Regions from separate parts of the Mus musculus genome. Here regions 1 and 3 are each linked to region 2. Evidence: chromatin contacts called from public HiChIP or PLAC-seq data. All regions are on one chromosome and are shown on one strand. The core of a region is the stretch at or near the end of the contact, and the rest is flanking DNA. Distances in the headings are between cores, read along the strand shown. Region 1 overlaps 4930483O08Rik (RIKEN cDNA 4930483O08 gene). Region 2 has its middle 160 kb from the start of Tex36. Region 3 has its middle 34 kb from the start of 4930483O08Rik.

What was found. HiChIP or PLAC-seq counts read pairs in DNA pulled down with a chosen protein or histone mark.
Region 1: a FOXA1 HiChIP or PLAC-seq map of pancreatic cancer cells shows a contact between it and region 2. The contact joins two enhancer-like sites. A contact is called at or near these places in 1 of 484 Hi-C or Micro-C datasets (cortical neurons), 3 of 115 datasets of contacts at active chromatin or transcription factors (embryonic forebrain, embryonic stem cells and pancreatic cancer cells) and 1 of 9 other capture datasets (pancreatic islet).
Region 3: an HNF4G HiChIP or PLAC-seq map of pancreatic cancer cells shows a contact between it and region 2. The contact joins two enhancer-like sites. A contact is called at or near these places in 2 of 115 datasets of contacts at active chromatin or transcription factors (embryonic stem cells and pancreatic cancer cells) and 1 of 9 other capture datasets (embryonic stem cells).

The regions. Positions count from the first base shown.
Region 1 is chr7:133,137,738-133,142,092 of GRCm38.p6, reverse strand. 4930483O08Rik (RIKEN cDNA 4930483O08 gene) reads right to left here. Exons shown (of 3, transcript NR_046279.1): 3 at 1-349. Among named protein-coding and RNA genes, the nearest start is that of 4930483O08Rik, 12 kb to the right of the region's middle. Within about 2 kb of position 1,297, at least 5 of the 459 cell types and tissues checked have an H3K27ac peak or open chromatin away from gene starts, as enhancers often do. A contact at or near this core is called in pancreatic cancer cells, where this site is marked.
Region 2 is chr7:133,436,616-133,441,558 of GRCm38.p6, reverse strand. No RefSeq gene overlaps it. Among named protein-coding and RNA genes, the nearest start is that of Tex36, 160 kb to the left of the region's middle. Within about 2 kb of position 3,553, at least 27 of the 459 cell types and tissues checked have an H3K27ac peak or open chromatin away from gene starts, as enhancers often do. A contact at or near this core is called in pancreatic cancer cells, where this site is marked.
Region 3 is chr7:133,160,296-133,165,143 of GRCm38.p6, reverse strand. No RefSeq gene overlaps it. Among named protein-coding and RNA genes, the nearest start is that of 4930483O08Rik, 34 kb to the right of the region's middle. Within about 2 kb of position 2,738, at least 30 of the 459 cell types and tissues checked have an H3K27ac peak or open chromatin away from gene starts, as enhancers often do. A contact at or near this core is called in pancreatic cancer cells, where this site is marked.

The DNA.
Region 1 (4,355 bases), core at 48-2,547, 300 kb after region 2:
GTATGGAACAGCTATGGAGTAGATCTTGGATGGAACCAGGGCTACTGGCAAGGTACAAATGAGTAGGAGTGGGCTTTCTAGCAACTAGCACAGAGAGAAATCTGCCAGGTCCTGGAATGCTCCTGGTGGGTTTCAGGAATGCTAAAGAAGAGGAATGGACACCGTATCACGCTCTGGCTGGAGCCATGAGGAAGATGTGGCTCTCCCCTGCAGCCCACCACTTCCTACTCTCACCACATGGGCCAGGGTCCCTTCACAAGTGGGGTCAGTACCGCACAATCATGGAACGTGAAAGAAGGCCGTGGCCTTGTTAAATGACTGCCACCGTCAGGAGTTCAGCTGTGTCCACCTGCAGAAGAAAATGCACATGCCTGTCAGCAGTGGTACATACCTTTAATCCCAGCCCTTGGGAGACAGGCATTCGGATATCTGAGTTCAAGGCCACCCTGACTCACATAGTAAGTTCTAGAACTATATAATAAGTTCTAGAGCTATATAACGGGACCCAATCTTAAAAACAAGCAGACAAAACAAAAACAAAAAAAGAAAGAAGAAAGGAAAGTTTTCTTTTTGAGGTGGGGTTATCTTATGCTGCCAAAGCTGACCTCTAACAACAGATCACCCTGCCTTGGCCACCTGGAGAAGATGTGCAATAGAACTCACTAAAATGGGAATCATGTCAAATCTAGATTTCATAGGAATATTGTAAGGGTGGGGCAGTGACGGCACAGGCCTTTAATCCCAGCACTTGGGAGGCAGAGGCAGGTGAATTTCTGAGTTTGAGGCCAGCCTGGTCTACAGAGTGAGTTCCAGGACAGCCAGTACTACACAGAGAAACCCTGTCTCAAAAAACAAACAAACAAAACAAAAGGAATATCGTAAGGATTAAATGCAATAATGTTTGGCAAGGGCACCATGCTATTATTAGCTGCAGTATACTATGATAATGCTGAAAGGTTTAAATCTCTCCTTTTTACTATTTTTATCTATGTTTAATTACATGCATGTGCATGCATGCACACCATGTGTGTAGCAGTACCCACAGATGCCAAAAGAGAGTATCAGATCTCCCAGAAGAAGAGTTAAAGGGAACCCTGAGTTGCCTAATCTGGGTGCTAGGATCTAAACCTGAGTCCTCTGCAGGAGTAGAAAGCAGTCTTCACTGGTGAGCCATTTCTCCAGCCTCCCCTTCCTTTCTGTTTTGAGATAGGATCTTGCGTGCATCCAGGTTGGCCTCAAACTCACTACGCAGCCAATCATCCTGTCTCCACCTCCCAAGTGCTTGGATTACAGGTGCGCACCATCGTATCCAGTTCACGTGGCACTGGCTGTTGAACCCCAGGCTCTATGCTTTCTGAGCAAACCCCTTCCTACTGAACTACATCGCCAGTCCCTCCCATGCTCTCATTTATTTGCTCAGTTTTAGATTTGTTTGTTTAGTTATTTATTATTGTAGCTATATACGCATGCGGGGGGGGGGTGCGCAGCAATATGCAAAGGCTCACACAGGAAGGCAGCGCAGGCGAGGGCACCCATGCGGAAGTCAGAGGTAACTCTGGAGTCAGTTCTTTCCTTCCACATCCACGTGGGTGCTGGGGATTGAATTTAGGCCACTAGGCTTGGGCAGCACATGTTTTCATACGCCGAGTCTCACGGCTACCTTATGTTTACAGAGAAACAGAGGGAGACTCCGGGAAGGACACAAAACTCGTGGTTAAAAACAAAGGGTGAGTCAGGAGACGATCCCCTAGTTTGCAGTCTGAGTGCCCCAGGAAAATCCTCTGCAGTGGCTCCCGTATTTATAAATTTTGCCTTGGACAGTCCGGTCTTGTTAAGGATGAGATGAGAACAAAGACCTCAAAGCCGAGTTCTGCTATGCATACAGCAGGTGTTAAGAAGTGCCCCTGTATGCACTTGTGAGTTATTATTGCCTAATGGACCAGTAGCTCTTCAAGGGCTAAGTCTGATCCCCATTTCTCTTTGTCTTGCCAGTGCCTGGCACAGGAGCCTGGTATAAATAAAGCGTTTAATAAATATTTTATATGTATTAATAATTAACACCTGTGGCTATTTATAAATATCTCTGTGGGAAAAGCCCAGTTGGGATTGTGGCCTGTATCAAAAGTTAAATTCTCAGCTCATTTACCAAAGGCTGTGTCAACACAGGGTTACAATCTGCCCAAGAAGCTTAGAATGATACAATAGCGTCAATATTGTCCATTTAAGGTAAGCGTTTTAAACAAGTCCTGTTTTCATTTCAGGTGGGCAGAGCGTGGTGAGAGTCAAGTTCTAACACATGGTGCCTGTGCATACGACCATATTTGGAAAGAGGGTCCTTACAGCAGTGACCAATTTTAGGTGAGGTAATTTTGGATTAGGAGGGATCCTCAAATTAGAAATGGTGTCCATCTAAGGGGAGAAAAACACAAAAACCCAGCTAGTCACGTGATGACTCAGGCAGCTACAGGAACAGTGTGCCCACTAAATGCGGGAATACCAAGGAGTGGGAAGAGTCTCCCCTCTACCTTCAGAAGGAGAGACAGAGAGACAGAGACCTCTAACAGTGTTTCATGTTTCTGGAATTGGGGGATAATACAAATCTGTCATTTTAAGTCCCTGGATAACTCGTTAACCAGGAATATATGGAAGGGAATGTACACATGGGCCCTACTGCTGGACCATACTGGGAGTTCCGAAGAAAGTCCACAGAACGCATTCCAGGACGTAAAAGGCAAGAGCCCAGCATCTTTGCTCCTGCTCCTCAGTGGCGTGCCTGTGGGTTTCCCTCTCGTCTATTGTCTCCCTGGGCTTCAAGACAGTTTGAGGGATGGGTGGGTGGTGGCAGAGGTGGTCAAACCAAATGCAGGATGTAGGGCTGGCTCCCTGGGCTACAGGTATCTGCTGAGGTGTGAAGGGAGTGAGCTTTTACCCCACTGCACCTGCTGCTGAAATCAGAGTGGGGAGCAGCAGCCACAGAGCTACAGGGTCTAGACCAAAAGAAAATTCTTGTTAGTAACAATTAACAATCTTTGTTGGAGAGAGGTGTACTGAGACAGTGTCTTCCTAAGTAGTCATGGCTGTCCCACTGCTACTGTGTAGTCCAGGTCAAATTTGTGGGCCTGCTTCTGCCTCCCATGCTGGGGTTACTGCCACCAAACTAAGACATTCAAGATAGAGAGGGTGGGGCTGGAGAGATGGCTCAGCGGTTAAGAGCACCAACTGCTCTTCCGAAAGGTCGTGAGTTCAAATCCCATGAACCACATGATGGCTCACAACCATCTATAATGAGATCTGACGCCCTCTTCTGGGGTATCTGAAGACAGCTACAGTGTACTTACATATAATAAATAAATAGCCAGGCGGTGATGGAGCACGCCTTTAATCCCAACACTCGGGAGGCAGAGGCAGGCAGATTTCTGGGTCTGAGGCCAGCCTAGTCTACAAAATGAGTTTCAGGACAGCCAGGGCTATACAGAGAAACCCTGTCTTGAAAAACCAAATAAATAAATAAATAAATAAATCTTTAAAAAAAATAGAGAGGGTGGTTGCAGAGAATTAAATAAACATGGGATATTTCTAAGCATAGGACTCCATGCACCTACATAGACTATAGGCAGCACCCAGGGTACTTGCTGTAAGTACCACTACTACACATCGCGCTGGTGCTTTAGACATGCAGTGAATGATGGTGCTATTACCATACGGAGGAGTCTATGTCCTGAATCTTTCCTCTGTAGTAGGAACGCATCTAGAGAGATGGATATTGCTTCTCAGCTGAGGAGTCACTTGCTAAACACTGGGATTTGTACTCAGTAAGTGAGAAACACCTGGAACTAGAATTACACAGCATTCAAGTTCATTTGTTTGGCTTTTTGAGACAGGGTCTCTCTAACTAGCCCTGGCTGTCTTGGAACTCAGTATGTAGACTAGGCTAACTTCAAGTTTACAAAGGTCCTCCTGCCTCTGCCTCTAGAGTGCTGGGATTAAAGGTATGGACCACCACTCCCAGCTCACAACATTCGATCATTCTGTAAACGTTTTCCCAATCCCTCAGTTCTGTGTGAGCACAGAGCTCCAACTTTCCTGCCCCAACCTCTCTGATGTCTCTGCTCACAGACCTGATACTGATATTTAGCACGAGCTCAGCTTCTGTGGCCTCATTCAATATCCTTCTGCCCAAATGCTATGTTTAGTTTATGATGTCTCTCCTCCCATCAACAAGCCATTCATATGAAATTTGAAATGAATTGTCAGAGGCTGGGAATGTACTCAGTGGACAGAGTCTGTGGCTTTCGATCCCCTGCACACATAAATCAGACATAGTAGCATACACATTGCAATCCCTGCACTTGGGA
Region 2 (4,943 bases), core at 2,304-4,803:
CTGTTTTGTTCGGTTTCTCTCTGGAACAGGGGCCTGACTTCCTTTCTCCCCCTTGCTAAGCTGTTATTTGCTGGTGGGAGCTGGAAAGTGGTGCTGTTTAGCATGTAAATAAACCAACACTTTTTCCAGTAAATGGCTCTGCCCAGCATCATATGCCAGGAACTGCTTTCTGCACAATGAGGAATTCAATTCCTGTACTCCTTTCTCCCCCCTGTCCTTTCACAGAGGGAAAGGTGATCGTGCAATTATGGAAGTCCTTTTTGCTTTATAGTTTCCCCCAATTGCGCCCTAATTTCGCCGGTCTCCTCACAGACAGCATCTCCATTGTTAAATCAGAGTCGTATGGTGTTTTATGAATTAATCCACTTCCTGCAGTCCAGTGTTTAATAAATGATGTAAATGAAGGCTGTGGCTCTGAGGTCTATTTAAAGAGCTGTGCTTATGCTCCACGGTTCTGGCCAGATGAGTGGGCACATGCGTGTGCATTTTTATTTGAGCCGCACTGAAGCCGGTCATTATATTGTGAACGGCACAGAGCAGCTATACTGCGCTTTGAAGGCTCTTGTGCATCCGCCCATGTGATGATTGACGTCGGCTAGAACTCCGATGCAATGTTACACTATTTTAATTCTTTCCCAGGCAGTGTTATCTTTGATCACTTCCTATTCACTGGGAGAAACTCCATACAATTGCCATCCCACATCATGTTGTGGGGATCGTGCCAAAGCTCCCTGGAATTTAGCTGTTCAAGGCAATTTCCCTACCCTTGGGCTGCTCGTTAAAGGGATGTGGCTTCAAACTTTAATGAATAAGGTAGACTGAAAATTCCACTTTTCTTTCAAAGAGACTCTGGCTTCCTTTCTTCTTTCTTTCTTTTTAAAAGTGTTTTCTGCTGCTGATTTCTTTGTTTGACTGGAATTGATCCTCTCCCTGGGATAGCCGTGGCTGCAGTTCAACACGCGGAGCGGTTTCTAGTCACATTCTGTCTTTGCAATTCAAGTGTATAATTTTATCAAAGAATGCCATAAAAATATTTGGATTTTTCACTCAAAGCAAGGACACTGCTGCTGGTGTGTGCTATAGTGACCATCCCTAGCTTTAGTCCAGGGTGGAGCACTTCGTCTTCAAATATTCTGTTTTAGCAAACACCAAATCAGCCGTCTATTTACCCAGGCGATTGTAAGCCACCAAAGCTCACTAAAGAGCTGAGCAAGAAGGAGTTAAGTGGGAAAAATGGCAGGGTGCAACCAGTGTTTAGGAAAGGGCCTCCTTTCCAAAACCCAGCAGGAAAAAGCTCAGCCAAATTTGAATTCATTTCCCTCTTTAAAGGCGGGCATTAGCTGGAACCATGGCTCGGTTGGCAAAGTCCTGGCTATACAGTTCAGCTCCTCAGTAAAAGGCCAGGCTCGTCTAAACATCTATAATTCCAGCACTGCAGAAGCAGAGACAGGCTTTCTGGACAGCCAGGCTAGCCATGGAGGGCTCAGGGTCAATGAGTGTGCTGCTGCTGCTGCTGCTGCTGCTGCTGCTGCTGGTGGTGGTGGTGGTGGTGGTGGTGGTGGTGGTGGTGGTTTGATTTGTTTTGATTTGGGGATGTTCTGTTTGTTTATCAAGTTGACACAAACTAGGGTCATCTGGAAAGAGACAACCTGCCTTGAAAAAAATGCTTCCTCTGGATTGGCACATGAACAAGCCTATGGGGGCATTTTCTTGCTATGCAAGGGCCCAGCCCACTGTGTGCAATACCACACTGGCCAGGTGGTCCTGAAGTGTATAAGAAAGCAAGCTGATGAGGCTGGAGAGATGGCTCAGCAGCCAAGGACACTGGCTGCTCTTCCAGAGGACTGGGGTTTGATTCCCAGCACCCATATAATGGCTCCTAGTCATCTATAACTCCAGCCCCAGGGGATCAGGTGCCTTCTGGCTTCCTCGGGCAGGCTGAGTTAGCCATGGAGAGCAAGCCAGTACCAGCATTCCTTCATGGACACTGTCAGGGCCTGCGTCCAAGTTTCCTGCTTGAGTTCCTGCCCCCGACTTTCCTCCATGATGGACTGAAAGCCTTAAGTTGAAATAAACGCTTTCCTCCCTAAGCTGCTTTTGGTCATGGGGTTTATCACAGCAAGAGGAAGCAAAGCAAGCTAAGACAGTGAAAGACCTTGTCTTAAAGAAAATGTGATGGAGAGCCATTGAGACGAATACCCAGCACGGACTTCTGGCCTCCAAAGGCACACACGCACATGTGTACACATGCCTGAATACACAGACCACAATAGCTTTAAGTACCCTGCCATACCTGGAAAGAAAGAGAGAAAAGGGGGGGGGGGAAGAAAGGAAGGAGGGTTGGGGGGGGGGAAAGAAGGAAGGAAGGAAGGAAGGAAGGAAGGAAGGAAGGAAGGAAGGAAGGAAGGAAGGAAGGAGAGAGATGAAGGGGGAAGGAAGGAGAAGAAGGAAAAAAGAGAAGAAAGGAGGAAAGAGGAAAGGAGAGGGAGGGAGGAAGGAGGGAGGGAGGTAAAGAAGGAAGGAAGGAAGGAAGGAAGGAAGGAAGGAAGGAAGGAAAGAAGGCAGGCAGGCAGGCTTAAATTATGTTTGTTCTATTTTAATACTTCAAATACATCTAACATTTTCTTTCTGTTGCCGCTAGAATCAGGAGCAGAAAGCAGCCCTGAGAGGATGGGAGGGGGCGGGGTGATATTAAGTGGCATTCTGGAAGTCTGAGTCACACCTGGCGTTAGTGTGTCACCAGCAAGGGAGGGAAAGAACATGCTTCATGGTGAGCCTTGGACAGCTTTGCCAAGTCACACAGCAAAGGCCGGTGGCCCAGCTCCTGAGCTCTAGGGGATTCAGTCTCCTACCGACCAGAGGGGAGTCGGGCCTGGATCATCAATTAGAAATGAGGAGTAAACAATAGTGAAAAAATGAAAATAGGAAAAAAACAAACAAACAAACAAACAAACAAAGCCAGGCAGCAACCACAACCCAGCGCTAACTTGTGCTCACTCTGCACAGGATATGCTTCTAGTAAAATCAATTATTCTCTGTTATTTGAAACTCAAATTTAATGGGGCATCCTGCATTACATCTGACAACCACAGGCCTGGGATTTTTCTTTTTTTTCTTTTTTGTCTTCAGGAGCAGAGTTCCAGCCCCGTGACTGCCTGCTGTTAGGTAACACACTCCACAAGTGGCAGAAAGACAATGTGCTCATGTTGCCGTCTGTGTCTGAGCAATTCCTTATCCATATTTAAATCTAACCTTTGACACAATCCCAGGGAGATGGACAGCATCCAGCTCACTTCCAAATAAAAACAAGACTCAAAGCCATTATCTGATTTTTCAACTCAACGCACCAGAGAGCTAACCAACTCCAAATTTCCAGGTCCCAAAACCTGCGTTTTTTGCCCCACCACAGTGACCTGCGTAGCCTCACAGCCGCAGGGTTCTCTCTACTGCACAGAGTGTTCATTCCTACACTTTCTCTGTCACGTTTTCTACCACTTCCTGTCCAAAGCTTATTTATTCACTACCCCTTGTCCCTGGCTAACGCTGCCATCAGCCCACAGAGAGAGGACAAAGGGAACCGATTGTGGTGGTTTTCCCTCCCTGGGGCCTTTCTCCTAATCCTGCATTTGAAAGTTCCCTTGGAATGAATTGACACTCAGCTAAAAAGTGAGTGTTCCTGTGACCCTGAGCTTGGTTGGCTCCTGAATCCAGTTAGTGACCCGCCCCCCTCTTCTGTTCTTGGTGTAGAATCAAATTTTTTTTTCTGTTCTTGGTGTAGAGATTTTTATTTTGCTGGACATACAGAATGAGGAATTGGGGGAAGAACCTTAAGAATTTTCAATGCATTTCTGAATTTTAATTATTATTTTTTCTTAATGGCTTAACACAAACCATAAAGCATCCTACTAGGAAGAAATGTAAGAATTAGCACAGAGGCCTGGGAGATTGGCTCAGAGGATGGGAGTGATTGCCTTAAAAAAAGAAAAGAGCCAGGCCTGGTGGTATACCCTTGTAATACTAGCATGGGGAAATGGAGACAGATAAATTTCTGGGGTTCACTGGTCAACTAATCAAGTCTATGGAAAATTCTGGGTCAATGAAAAGACCCTGTCTCAAAAACAACGTAGATAGCACCTGATGAATGAGCGTTGTGCAGAGAGAGAGAGAGAGAGAAATTTTGCTTTGTTTTAACAGATTAGCATCTATTCTTTCAAGATCCTTTCATGTGTCTCTATTAATACACATATTTTAACAAATTTATAAAATCATAAACAAGTGTTTCACTTAATTATTACACCACTTCCTTATCAGTATCCATAGACTTACGTTTTAAATTTTAGGTGGTCATATAATATTCCATTGCATGTATGGATGTACCACAATGTATTGAATTAATAGCCTATTAACATGTAATTTTAGACTTTCCCCCAGAGTTTTCTTATTATAGCCAACACTTGAGCTTCTATATTTCTGGAGAGTAGATTGTGAGGACTGTAACATCTAAAGCTGAATGTGTGTCTCAAGGATGTGAGGGGGGATTGCTGAATGGCTCCCCACAAAGGCTTTGCCTGCCCCTTCCAGTCATTTCTTTTTAACTTTATCTTGGGAATTTCCACTTCTTCTCAAGTATTATAGAAGACACGAATTTTTGTCTCTTGTGTGTGCAGTAAGGATTCTCCAGCCAATGTATCTGTCTTATTTTTTTTGCTTTAATTACGATATTCTGCAAAATTGTTAAACTGTGAGGGAACCTGATGATCCAGTTGTGTATAATTTTTTACCTATCCTGCCCTTCTAGAGACACCTTCCACATGCCAAGAGTATATGTCACTCAAATCCTTTTCTGGTACTCTCATGGTTTTTAGACGTTTATATCCCAGGCTTTGAGATGTCTACCACCCATTGCAGCAGAGCACTAACTTTATATTTTCCAAGTGGCTAGC
Region 3 (4,848 bases), core at 1,489-3,988, 280 kb after region 2:
GTTCTAGTCTTGCTGGCACTATGTAGTGATAATGGAGAGAGAGAGAGAGAGAGAGAGAGAGAGAGAGAGAGAGAGAGAGAGAGAGAGAGAAACAAGCCAGGACAATGTTCATACAAAGAATAAGCCACTCACTTTGAGGTTGTTCATAATTAACTTTGTAGATTGATTAAGCTTTTTGGCTCTGTGCCAGCTCCTCACCCATCTGTAGGATCGCACCAATTCTCTGGCTTGGGGTAGAAAACACTTGCCTGGAAATATTCAGGACTGTGTTTTCTTCGAGTAGGAGAAAGCAAACCCTTTAAATATACACAGCTATTTTTAACAATGTGTCTTACACAGGAGCATTGATCTCTGAGGGTCTTTCTCCATGGCCTCCACACTGACAGATCTCCAGGGAGATGTTCTCAGAGAGGGCAGATGCAGCCCCTAATGGATGGCTCTCCTCCCGCTTCCATTTCCCCTCCAGGAGGGTCTTCTCCATCTGGAACTTCCTTGTTTCCTTTGTGGATTTAACTCTGTAAGTGCCATTCTGAAGACCAAACTCCCTTTACCTCTGTCATCGAAAGACCTGATCAGATGTCTCAAGACACGAACTGGGAAAACAGTGAAGGTCCAAGAACCTCCAGGCCTTTGCCAAGCCTCGGCCCTCCACTGAGGGTTTCATGCTTTTCATGATGATCGCTTTGAACACCCATGTGCCACAAATTCGGATTCGTTCATTAAGGATCCTCAACTGGGGAATAATCCTAAATTCCTTTAGCTGACTTGGGAAGACCCACCCCAAATGTGGGTGGCAGCTTCTGGTAACTCCCCAGATTTAAAGGAGGAATTGAGGCACAGCAGAAAGATTCTCTTTTTGTTCTCTTGGCTTTCCCCCTTGCCTCTGAGTTGATTCACGCTGCTGTTGCTGCTGCTGCTGCTGTTGCTGCTGCTACTGCTGCTGCTGCTGCTGCTGCTGCTGCTGCTGCTGCTGCTGGTGGTGGTGGTTCCCTGTGATCACTGATTTGTTGATGGAGGACAAGCAGCTCTCCAGAAATCCTCCAGGGGATCCCTCCCAGATGGGGAGTCCTGAGGCAAGGGTTGAGCAGTGATTAGGTTCTCAGTCCCAGTGTACCACAGCTACTGTTATTACTTCGATGAAAACTGATCTAGTAAATTATATATAGAGAGATATATACATATACGTATACATATACACATACATGTATATTCATCCTTTTGGCTCTGTTCTTCTAGAGAAACTTTCATCAGCTGTCTCCCAGGAAAATACCGTCATCTTCTCACCTGTATCCAGGTACTCGTGAAACAATACCAGCCCAGCCTCCACTTGAGTGTGTGTAGGGGGGAGGGGTGCTGGAGAGTAAACCCAGGGCCTCACAATAGTACATGAGTACTCTACCTTTGAGTTATCTTTCCAGCATCTTTTTACTGCTATCTTAAGACAGGGGAGCCCCTACATTACCCAGTCTGGCTTTGAACTCACTTTGGAGTCCAAGCTGGCTTTGAAATTACAATCTTTCTGCCTCATCTTTCTGAATAACCTTCTGGAACCAGAAGCCTGTACTACCAAGACAAGTCATCCCTCCCGATCCAGGGTTTGTGTGTCCCTTTGCAGTTTGTAACAGAGGTCTGTGGAACCCTGCAGGCTGTGATGTTCAAGTAGCACCACACATTTTTTCAGAGCATAAATAAGTCACTGCATCCTCATTTTACAGATGACTAAATAAATAAATAAATAAATAAAGACCCAAAGGTGCTGAGTGGATAGAGGTCCCATACAAGGTCATCCAGATGAGTCCACAGGACCAACACTTGAACTTAGCACAGATGATTCTGAACTGAACATTCCCACGGGGACTGACTGGATCGCTGGATTCCATGCTCCAACTCCTCTGTAAGCGCCAAGTCCCTCCTGCTCCTCCCTCCCCTTGCTCTCTCCCCCTTATTCCCTTCCTTTCTGGTTGCCTCATGATTCAGCAAAGATGAAACAAGAGGTCCAAAGGCCAATCCTCCTAGCTGATGTCACAGGATTTGTCGGGGCCCCAGTTAAATGTCAGTTTTCTGTGTCAATCATCTGTGCCACCCACACATGTGAAATAGGAAGACAGCTTCACACTGAAACACTGCCGATTTCAGCAGCGCTTCTGGATCCTTTGGCTAAGACCAAGTGTGATGGTACAACTGAGGAGCCAGGATGGTGCACACCTGTAATTCCTGCTACCCAAGAGGCTGAGGCAGAGGGATTGCAAGTTTGAGGTCTGCCTGATCTACACAGTAAGGTCAAAGCCATTTGTATCTCATTAGGTATCCCAGACCTTGCTTCAACAATAATAATTAATAGTAATAACAATAACAACTTTCAATGAAGTCCCATGAGGACCTGACCTGCCACCCCAGCTTCCCCGGGGAATTATTGACATTTGTCTTTTGTACATATTTTCAAATATTTTTATACACTTATAGATACAAGCAGATAAAGGCACAGATAGAGACGAGCACCATGGGCTCTGTTGGCTTCTGCTTCACATCCCTGGTTTCAGATTCCACATACATTTTATAACTTGCTTTACAAACTATTTCAAACCAATGTGGGATATTGACAAGAGTCTGGGGAGGTGGGTACACTGTTGGAGTACAAATGGGGTGTGGCTTTGAGCACTGTTTCTGTCTGGCATTTCCCTTAGAGACCAGTGTTCTGTGCTTATATTGTCATTAGCAGTGAGACTGGCATCCAGGATGTGGTCAGGCTCGGGAGGGTAGTATGGAGAGAGTAGGAACCATGCACTTACTCGCAGACTTGGGGTGACCTGGACTCCCTCCAGACAGCCAAGCAGCAATGTCTACATAAGCTCCTGGCCCTAGGCCTTCCATCAGCTGGCCTTGTTCCCAGGGGACACTGATCCCTCTGGAATGGTAGGACCTTTTGTGGGAAGATCAGATGGTTCTGAAGAGACCACACATGAAGCTCATTTAGGGAGTTCTCCATGCAACTTGAGTCTCTGTCCTGTGTCACAACATTCAGGTGACTCACTAAGGTCAGGACATGCAGGCACATATCCTGTCTAATTCCCTCAAAGGGGGGGGATCCTCCATCCTGCTCTACCTAAGGAATGCCTTCTGGTCCCTGGGCTCAAGCTGGTGGCAGCATCCCCAGCTGACCAAACCCTGCACAGGGTCTCTGACTTAACACCACACTGGCTCCAAGATTCTGCCCTTGCAGAGGACTGCAGTCACAGTACTCAGTCCTATGCCCTGTATCCTATATCACCACTGGGAGAATCACAGCAGGACCACGGGCCAGACCACATGGCAGTTTCACCAGGCACGTACTTCACCCGGGAGCAGCAGCAGCTGTTTAAAAGCTGGTTTATGAACTTGCAGGCATTCTGTGACCAAGATTGGAAAGCAGACGTGACGGCTGCCCTTGCTTCCCGTAACTGCGACAGGCCTTTTTTGAAAGGGCAGGCAAAGATAAAAAAAAAAAAAAAAAAAAAAAAATCCATGAAAGTCATAAAGCCAGTTTATGTAGAAGGAATGACAGCCTATAAAATCAAACATAAATAAACAACTCAAAACCATTGGGAAGCTAGCAGCCTGGAGCTTCTCTAACTCAGGGAACATTTAAGTCATGTTTGGAGGACAAAAGGGGCCCTAGGGAACTCCTTCCTGGTCTTTCAGGAACCAGGGCTAAGTTGGAGACAGAGCCTCAGCCCATCCTGATCCCTTACATCCATAGGCCAGATAGAACCTGAAGCCCATAGGAGGTTCTCTGTGAAAAGCACCCAGATCTGCAATATCCCTGCAAATGTTTCCTATTTTTAATAACATAGTATCAATTTGCAAACAGAGTAATGATCTCTGCTACTTTTCAGGAAATTATGTTTAATATCATTTACTAGAGCTAAGGAAGAACAATTTAATTGAAAGAGCCGCCCTGAACCATATTTAACCTCACATGTACTAAATGGAGTGTCTCAGAGATAAGTTATGGTTTTTAATTTAACGTAAACTATTCTGTGCATAAGCAGTGTGTTTTTGCCACACTAATAATGACTGGTTTGGGTTTATGAAGTTCATTTTTGGGGGTTTTGCTTTTTGGGTTTTTTTTTTCTTTCTTTCCTGATTGACTCTTTGAGGAAAAATCAAAGCTCCTGGTAGGTTAAGTGTGATCTGGGGATTGGGTTTTTTTTGTTTTGGTTTGATTTTTTTTTTGTTTTTTTGTTTTTTGTTTTTCAACACAAAATCCCAGGAAAGGGATCTACAGCCTAGCAGCTTAGCAGCCTTGCGGCCTCAGGACTTTAGTACCCCTAATGTGAGCTCTTTAATGCTAGGTAAAAGCCCAAGTTTCTAAGAAGTGCCCATATTTCACTGGCAGGGCTGATCCCTCGCCAGGCTGGCTCCTCCACGCCTGATTAATGGATGCCAACCACTGTACCGGCACTTTCAATGAACTTTAGTGCTCACTAAGATTAATAGCTGGATGAGAAATATTGAAACTTTATTATTCATATAATTCATTTGAAGGGATAATCCCAGGAAAATGTAGTGTGTGGCTGGAGTTAGTCACTTGACAATAATCGATGGCAATCCAGCCAGAGGGACAGGTACGGCATCTCCCAGCTGGGCTACCTACAATGAAGGCTTGGGTAGGGGCTGAAGGATGAGTGTGGTGTTGAAACAGGCGCTTGCTCGCCCACTGGAGATGTAGAAACGCTTACTTTCAGGGCTTCTTTTCCCCATCCCCCACTTTGCAGGTCCACAGGTGGCTAGCCTGTTGCTGTTCTGGTTTTTTGTTTGTTTGTTTGTTTGTTTGTTTGTTTGTTTTGGTTGGTTGGTTGGTTGGTTTAT